Linked DNA regions of Sus scrofa: region 2 is linked to region 1. The links are chromatin contacts, called in public Hi-C maps. All regions are on one chromosome and are shown on one strand. The core of a region is the stretch at or near the end of the contact, and the rest is flanking DNA. Distances in the headings are between cores, read along the strand shown. Region 1 holds the start of DNAJB12 (dnaJ homolog subfamily B member 12). Region 2 holds the start of MICU1 (mitochondrial calcium uptake 1).

Region 1 (4,631 bases), core at 922-3,421:
ATGAGGAAACCCAAGCTCAGAAAGATCACATGGTGGCAGTCAGAACAAGAACCCAGGTCTTCTGACTCTGAGTACCTGCTATAGGCCAGTTTACTAAGTGGTAACTGCAGGCCCAAACCCTGTATCTTTAATGGACTCTTTTTTCTCTCCAGCATGTATGAAGAAAAACTCCAATTAAGACTTAGGTTAAAGAAAAACGGGGAGGGGGGGTTTCTGGGTAAAGTGAGAAGATGAGTAGTACAGACAACCTCACTATTCCCTCTCTAGTTTGGAAACCTCAGTCCAGGGCCACTTAACAGCCCAGAAACCTCAGTGGGCACATGACTGGCCACTGATGGACTCTTGGGGACAAGGGTGGGAGAGGGTGGCTGAGGACAGTGCTCCAAATCTTGCAGGTGGGAGAAGAGGCTCTAGGAGGGAGTGAGGGGCCCAGTGTTGAAACCATGTACCAGACCCTAAATCTTTGTGTTCTGAAGTAAAAGCCCTTTCCTTTAGCCTCACCTCAGTCTCCAAAGGCTGATTCAATGCGTAATGATTAGGAAATATTGTTACAGCCAAAAACTAGTTAAAACAGTCCATTACGTGATGTTCTGCTGTGGCCCACTAACGTATTACTAATATTTACTTTCTAGTTAGAGTTATATTGCATCTAGTGTTTTCTTTTGTAATTGAAACACTCCCTAACACCCCTTCCCAGTAAGCAATCTTCATTCCATAGGGAAGGGCAAGGAACGATAACTCTGAGGACAACTAGAAATCATCACCGGACCCACTGACACCAGCCTTGACAACTCTGAAATGACCTATGGATGAAGACTAATATGGACACCTTAATCAATAACCCTGACTTCTGGGCTAAAGCCATAAAATCCCTTGCCATCCCCTCTCAGGTCAGGAGATAGTTCTGAGGCATTAGGCTGCTGTGTCCTCCTTTGCCTGGCAAAGCAATAAAGCTGTTCTTTCTCTTCCTCAAAACTCTGTCTCCTGTCTCCAAGACTTAACTGGTGCAGGTGTACAGAGGCCGCATTTTCAGCCACAGTCACAGGGCAGACTGTGTGGAATGGGAAGAAGGTAGGCTCTCGTTTGGGGAGGGTGATCCCTGGCCCTCCCCGGGTGAGAAAATATGGAGACGCTTTTTCAGGCCGATCGAAGGTCGGAAGTCCTCTTTCCCTCTCTAGAACCTATTCTCTCCGTCAGAGGAGTTGTTTATTTTCCTAAACTATAATATTTCCCAAACCGGCAACTGGCTCCCAGCCACCGAATGGCCCCTTGGGAAAAGTAGTTCAATTTCGCTTCCAGGTAAGTTCCTTTCGTCCCACCTGCCAGCGCCTCTCATTCTTGGGAACTCCAAATCTCAGAGGGGTCCGCAAGCCCCAGGAAAGCTGACGTCGCTGTGGCCCCTCTCATTAGGTGTCCAGCATCCCAGAGAAGTGGGAGAGCCGAACACTACACCTCCCAGCGGCCACCGCGCGTCTCAGTACGCAGGCGTAGCCGCGCCTCGCCACCCCTCCCCCTCCTCCAACTGATCCCGTCGGTCCGTTCCCATATTCCCCCCATCAGTTCTAATGTCCCCTCTGTGTCTCCGGCACCTCACACTCACCGCGAACTCGCGGGGTCGGGTACAGCCGCTGCGCCTTCTCCAGGAAGCGGAGCGCCCTGTCATGCTGGTTGCTCTGGATGGCCTTGAGGGCGATGCTAATACAGCGCTCGGCTTCATCCTTGTTAGATTCCATGGCGGAACCAGAGCGCGGAACCAGGGAGGGGGAGGCCGGGGAGCGAAAGGCTGAGCCAGCTGCTGGCGCGTCTCGGGGCAGGCTGTCGCAGGATGGTGACGTAACCCTCTGCCCCCTCCTTTTCCGAGATTAGTGCGAGATTTTGAGCGAAGGAGGAAGTGCTACCGTATGTCTTCTAAGAGGGGGACGTGTAGCAGAAGCGCTAAGTGTGCACAACCACATTCCTGGAGCCCAAAGGAGTCGTATTCAGAGGTCTTCAAGTATTGTATTTTTGCATGTTCTTGGTAGTAACTCTGTGTATTTGAGATGAAGGTGGCTTATTTATTTATTCATTCAGCGGATATTTATTGAATACCCGCTATTTGCCATGCTAAGTACAAGGCAGCGGTGAAAAAACAAAGCCCTTGCCCTCAGGGAGCTTACCTTCCAGTGTGTGTAGCCGGGTGGGGAGACATCCAATAAAGAGATAGAGTCCAAGCGTGATAAATGCTATGAAGAAAAAAAAAGACAATATAAAGAAATAAAGAGATTGAGAGTGGAAGGTGCAAAATAGCCTGATCAGATAAATCTTCTCCCAGAAGCGGTTATTTTAATAGAAATCTGAATTCAAGAAAGAGAGAATAGGTATTCCAGGTGTTAAGTCACCTGGAAGAAAGGTGGTCCAGGCAGAAGGAAAAGCAAATGCACCACAGCTCACGGCAACGCTGGATCCTTAACCCACTGAGCGAGGCCAGGGATTGATGGAACCCGAATTCTCATGGATAGTAGTTGGGATTATTACCACTGAGCCACAATGGGAACTCCTAAGAATCCATTTTGGCTTAAGCCAATTTGTGATCTAAGCCTGGCTGCAATGCTGGCCCTTGAACAGGTCTCAGTCATTAAAGATCTTAAGGGAGGGAATGAAGAAACTGGGGAGGATTAGTCAAGGAAAAAATGGTGCAGCCTTGGGGTAGGGTCCTGGTTTTGAAACCCTGTATAAGATCTTGAGTCCTTGGAGTTCCCGTTGTGGCTCAGTGGTTAACGAATCCAACTAGGAACCATGAGGTTGCGGGTTTGATCCCTGGCCTTGCTCCGTGGGTTAAGGATCTGGCGTTGCCTTGAGCTGTGATGTGTGTCGCAGACGCAGCTTGGATCCTGCATTGCTGTGGCTGTGGTGTAGGCCAGCAGCTACAGCTCCGATTCGACCCCTAGCCTGGGAACCTCCATATGCCATGGGAGTGGCCCAAGAAATGGCAAAAAGAAAAAAAAAAAAAAAAAATCTTAAGTCCTTGTGTTTTGAAGGAAAAGACTTTTCCTTTAGCCTTGGTCTTAAAAGGCTAACACAAGAGTTAATGATTAAGGGAGTTCCCATCATGGCTCAGTGGTTAAAGAACCCAGCTAGTATCCATGAGGACATGGGTTCAACCCCTGACCCCGTTCAGTGGGTTAAAAATCTGGCGTTGCTGTGAGCTGTGGTCGCAGACATGGCTCGGATCGCACGTTGTTGTGGCTGTGGTGTAGGCCTACAGCACCTATTCGATCCCTAGCCTGGGAACCTCCACATGCTGTGGGTATGGCCCTAAAATGACAAAAGAGAAAAAAAAGAGTCAATGATTAGGAAATATTATTATAGATAAAAACTAGTTAAAATAGTCTTCATGATGTCATGCCCTGCCTTGGCCCACACACTTACTCTTAACTAGCTTTTCACAAAGGATCTAGTCCTTGCTTAATTGCTTTCTTTTACTAACGGTTACTTTTTAGTTAGAGTTATATTGCATTTAGTGTTCTTTTTTGTAATTGGAACACCCCCCACCACCCCTTCCCTGTAAGCAATCTTCATTCCAGAGGGAAGGGCAAGGAACCATCATAACCCCAAAGACAGCAAGAAAGCCACCACCAGACTGACACCCGCCTTGACCACTCTAAAATGATCCATAGAGGGAGAAGACTGGGGAGTTCCTGTCGTGGCGCAGTGGTTAACGAATCCGACTAGGAACCATGAGGTTGCGGGTTCGGTCCCTGCCCTTGCTCAGTGGGTTAAGGATCCGGCGTTGCCGTGAGCTGTGGTGTAGGTTGCAGACAAGGCTCAGATCCCGCGTTGCTGTGGCTCTGGCGCAGGCCGGCGGCTACAGCTCCGATTAGACCCCTAGCCTGGGAACCTCCATATGCTGCGGGAGTGGCCCAAAGAAATAGCAAAAAGACAAAAAAAAAAAAAAAAAAAAAGAGGGAGAAGACTGTAGATACCTTAATCTTTCGGGCTAAACCTATAAGATCCTTTCTATCCCCTCTCAAGGGAGGACACAGTTTTGAGGTGTTAGCCTGCTGTGGCCTCCTTTGCCTGGCAGAACAATAAAGCTGTTCATTCTGCTTCACCCAAAACTCTGTCTCTGAGACTTAATTGATGCTGGTGTACAGAGGCCACCTTTCTGCTAGTTCCTCAAGAAGGAAGGATTTATTACTTGTTAAGGAGAAAACCGGGGACCTTTTCCAAAGCAATGTCTCCCCAAAACACAAAATTGGGGAAGTTTTAAGCTAAGGGTACATGTATATTCATGACAAGGCTTGAGCAGAGAATTCAGCATAAAATTGGGGCAAAGGTCAACTGAATCCAAGCTTTAGTTCACTGAACTCAGGAGAGTCAATACCATCATTCCATCCTCCATCTGGGTGGGGGCCTTAATTCCTAAAGAACTCAAAGATATATTAATTTATATATCCCTTAAGGAACTGTAGCTGAATCCTTAACCCACTGAGTGAGGCCAGGGATCAAACCCTCATGCTCACAGGCACTATGTCAGCTGCTTAACCCACTGAGCCACAGTGGGAATTCCAAACCCATTGTCTTTTAATTAAAATCACACACCTGGTCTTAGGACTTACTGAAATTCTTGTTTTATGTCTCAGCACAGAAGG
Region 2 (4,631 bases), core at 1,138-3,637, 260 kb after region 1:
GGCAGGCTGGCATCTGCAGCTCTGATTTGACCCTTAGCCTGGGAACTTGCCCTAAAAAGACAAAAAAAAAAAAAGCATTAATAATTCTCTCAATTTACCAAAGTGAGTAAAACACCTACTTATTAAAGAGAATCATTTTTTTCCCTTGACACAAAATCAACCTATTTTGCATGATGAAAAAGTTGTGAGTAAACTTTTTTTAAAAAAATTGGTTCACTTTTGGAAGTCCCCTTGTTGTAGGGGTTAAGGATTTGGCATTGCCCCGGTTCTGCACAGACTACAACTGTGGCCCATCTTTGACCCCTGGCCCAGGAACTTCCACATGCTGTGGGTGCAAACAAACAAACAAAAAAATGGCTCACTTTTTTTTTTTTTTCTCTTTCTGTCTTTTTTAGAGCCACACCCACAGCATACGGAGGTTCCCAATTAGGGGTCCAATCAGAGCTATAGCCGCTGACCTACAACACAACGCAGGGTTCGAGACCCATCTGCGACCTACACCACAGCTCACGACAATGTCAAGATCCTTAACCCACTGAGCCAGGCTGGGCAGGGATCAAACCCGGGTCCTCCTGGATGCTAGTCGGGTTCGTTAACCACTGAGCCACAATGGGAACTACAAAAATGGTTCACTTTTAAAGGGAATATTAAACTACTTCATATGGAAAAAATTGGTAAATGTTCACCAAGAGCTGCAGCCACTGTAAAAATTGTTAAATAGGGAAAATTAAAGATTTAAAGTGGCCGAATTAGGTGTAATAACTTTATCAATTACTTTAGCCTTATAATTATAAATAATATAAGATCTGACGAGTCAGATTCATTATAATAATTTTACATAGTATTACATTTTGGGAGAAATTACATATCATTGTTAAAATACAGGAAAGTCAGTCCCAAGATGCACCCCCTGGGAATGCAAAAGGTCTACTGAATATTGTAAATGTTCTACTGATTATAAATGGAGACAGCAATACACTCTTTGGCTCTCTTGCTCTTACTAGTTTCTGTCACTCTTTCCTTTTCTCCTCAGGCACAAAATCCACTCCTGAATTTTTACTTTTTGTTAGGCTTGTTTTTGGTCTCATAATTCTCAGCAATGAAACTTAAGAGTAGCTGGAGACCAGAGCTACCGTCTCACAAGCAAGTGGCAGTGGGTTCTAAAAAGTTTTTAGAATAAGGCAATATTTAACATTACCTTACCCAAAGCAGGAAGATAATGGGTTGGTCAACCTGGCCAACACCACTGTCTCCAGATGCTGACATTTTGTGTGTCATATCATTTAATGAAATCTAAACTCTCCTACAGCTATCAACCCCAAACTGTTGCACCCTTTCTACTGCTAGATCACCTGCACATGTAATTCAAAGGAATACTTTAACATAAACAAAGGTATGCCCAAGAAAGCACCCAATAACTGATAGAAACATCTGCTTATGAAACTGAAAGAAAATAGGTATTTCCAGGTACCACAAGGAGAATTTTTCTTTTACTCCAGTCCCTCAGCTATAAAATGGTTTTTCTACTTAGCTTTACAAATAGCTACAATACTTTTCAGGCATCCGAAAGGGAGGGTATAGAAACCATAAACAATAAGATCATAGAGACTGGCAACTTAAACAGTTTTAAACTCTCCTCCCAACATTCAGCTTGAGTCAATAAACCCCGGCTCATTCTCAAAACACCGCATTGTGGGCCAAAATGAGATGGTGGTAAGGGAACCTGAGGGAGAATAAAAACAGGTAAGGCACTGGGAAAGGCAAAAACCGAACAGTCTAAGAAGCCTGAACTTTGTTTTGTTCCTTCAGCTCCCCATCAATTTTTTTTTCATTTTTTTTGGTTTTGTTTCAATGATTAATACTTGGCCCCATCAGACATTTAACAATAAAGTCCCCACCCACTTCCAACCACATCCACAAATCCCAGGGGATGTCTTTGGTCGCCCGAAGAGGGACGTCGAAGCTCAAGTGAACCCTGCAGCTGGGAACTCGGCAGGAGAAGTTCTCCTGGGACAGGAAGAAGGGACCAGGTGAGGTCAAAGAAAGCGGAGGAAAGGAAGCCGGCAGGACTAAGGACTGCTCTCAAGCCCCTAAACTGAGCACATCAGGGAGAGACAGCTATCCCGGTCGACCAGAGAAGTTGCTAATTCCGGAGCAGACAAACGGCCAGTCCCGGAGGTCAGGTCCCTAAAGCTTTTCGCATCATCCTTCCTTTCATCTTCTCTAAACGTGTCTCGCCTCATACCCTTGAGAGTACAGGACTCACCCGTCTACAGCGGAGCTTCAGCTGCTTCTCCGTCAAAGCCGCGCACCTCGGAAAACCATAGAGATGAAGAGAGCAACAAAGTTAAGCCTCCAGCTCCGCCGCCCACCCTCACGTAACCCTTCTAGCCGCTAGGGCTGTCGGGATCGTGGCGAAATGCGTGTGGGCGGGGCATGGAGGATAGGGAGTGGGGAGGGGCCAGGCAACCCGCCCCGCCCCGGCCTTGGGCCCCGCCCCGGCCTCGGGCCCCGCCCCGGCCTCGGGCCCCGCCCCGGCCTCAGTATTTAGGCGGGACAGTGGAAGCTCTCCGGATTTTTCTCTGGCGGTTCACCCTCCACGCGCTAGTGGTATAGATGTCTGTGAAAGAGATTTAGTGTGCCGGCTTCCGCCTCGTTGATGCCCCTTTATGTGTTGACTAAGCAAAACAGGAGACAATGAAAAGAAAACTGGACCACAGTGAGTTGGGAATTGTTCTTTTCGAACTGCGTTTAGGTTTAGGCTTCTGGTGAAATTTGCCTGTTTCCTGACCTTGAAGCTTTTTTAAATTTAGAAACCGACTCACCGCATTGTCTATTATTTAGGTTTTTCAGAAGTTCTCTTTGCAAGCTAATATGATTGGAGAGTTTAGTCACCGAGCTACTAGTAACATTTTTTTTCCTCAGAGGTTGCTGTCAGGAGTGAGAATGGAAAAGTCTCAAGAGAATGACAATATTTTGATTATGATATGATGGAATTTAAAAGTTTCTTCAGGAATTTCCTAGTTCTAGATTCTGGTGGCCTATTGGTTAAAGGGTCCAGGGTGTCACTGGTGTGGCTCCAGTTGCTGGTGTGGTGTGGATTTGATCCCTGACCGAGAAGTTTTGCATTCTGGGGGGTACAGTCAAAAATAAATAAATACTTTCCTTAGCAGAGCTGTAGCAAAGGCTACAACCATGGAAACAAAAGAAGGCAGCCAGAACTATCACTGGGTTAAATTGTGAAGGAAGCAAAACAACTATTTTCTCCATTTCTTCTCAGAGGACTCTCCCTCCCCACTATCCCAAGAAGGACAGATCGTTATGTTCTTGGCACTGCGCTAGCACTTTACAGGCAACCCCATGTTTGTTCCAACCATCCTGTTGATGAAAACGGTTTTTGTGAATTGTAGATGGGGAAGCGGGCTATGACCCCTCCCTAGGTAATGTATCAAATGGTATGGCTGGCACAGACCTGATAGAAAGAACACCAAAGACATCTTCAATCTACTGTCCCTGGATCATCTTGACACAAGAATTGGGAATATTTATTTATTTATTTATTTATTTATTTATTTATTTATTTTGCATTTTAGGGCTGCACCCCCGGCACATGGAGATTCCCAGACTAGGGGTCAAGTCAGAGCTACAGCTGCCAGCCTACGCCACAGCCACAGCAATGCAGTATCCAAGCCGGGTCTGCAACCTACAAAATAGTTTACGGCAATACCAGATCCTTAACCTACTGAGCGAGGCCTGCAACCTCATGGTTCCTAATTAGATTCATTTCCACTGCACCACAATGGGAATAGCAGGAATCTTTATTTTTTTAATTAAAAATTTTTTTCTTTTTATGGCCGCACCTGCAGCACATGGAAGTTCCCAGGCTACAACCATGGAAACGAAGGCAGCCAGAACAAGGGTTGAATCAGAGCTGGAGCGGGAGCCTACGTCACAGCCATGGCAGCACTGGATCCCAGCCATATCTTCAACCCACGCTTCAGCTTGTGGCAGCACCAGAAGCTTAACCCACTGAGCGAGGCCAGGTATTGAACCCCCATCCTCACAGAGACAACATCAGGTCCTTAACCCCCTGAGCCTCAGCAGGAACTCCAGGAATCTTTTCTGATTTGCTTCTCAGCTATTAAAATGTACCTTTTCTGTGTGTCTTTCCATTTAAAGCCTGTTCTCTGTTGAGTGAGAAATCTGATAAAGACATTCTTCCCGGTTTACTAATGGGTATTTGGCAGTATGTCCATTAATGCTAATGGTTGGAATTTCAAGTTGTGGCATAGATTATCTTGGAACACTTTGGGGGCTCATGGAATCTTAACTAGTTAAGTTAATCATGGCTGAGTTAAGTGTTTTTCAGAATAAGAAAAAAAGTTATCAATGCAAAAATGCTGAACAAAGGTCAAATTTTTTTTTTCATTTTTTTCCTCCACAGCATGCAGAAGTTCCTGGGCCAGGGACCAAACACCCACCGTAGCAGTGACCCAACCCAAGCCACAGCAGTGACAATACTGGATCCTTAAGTCCTAGGCCATCAAGGAACTCCAAAGATCAATTTTTAAGAATTGGTGACATTCAATCCTGATTTTAGTCAAAATTTGTCTCTATAAAACTAAATAACC

Evidence for each region. A called contact is a pair of places that touch in the nucleus more often than the background predicts.
Region 2: a contact with region 1 is called in a Hi-C map of liver, with 3 times the contacts expected there. The contact joins the promoter of MICU1 here to the promoter of DNAJB12 in region 1. A contact is called at or near these places in 1 of 5 promoter capture datasets (liver), 2 of 47 Hi-C or Micro-C datasets (embryonic fibroblasts and liver) and 1 of 2 datasets of contacts at active chromatin or transcription factors (alveolar macrophages).

What each region holds. Positions count from the first base shown.
Region 1 is chr14:75,187,938-75,192,568 of Sscrofa11.1, forward strand. DNAJB12 (dnaJ homolog subfamily B member 12) reads right to left here and starts at 2,172. Exons shown (of 9, transcript XM_013983329.1): 1 at 2,157-2,172; 2 at 1,601-2,026. The coding sequence starts at 1,733.
Region 2 is chr14:75,443,211-75,447,841 of Sscrofa11.1, forward strand. MICU1 (mitochondrial calcium uptake 1) reads right to left here and starts at 2,388. Exons shown (of 12, transcript NM_001243605.1): 1 at 2,267-2,388.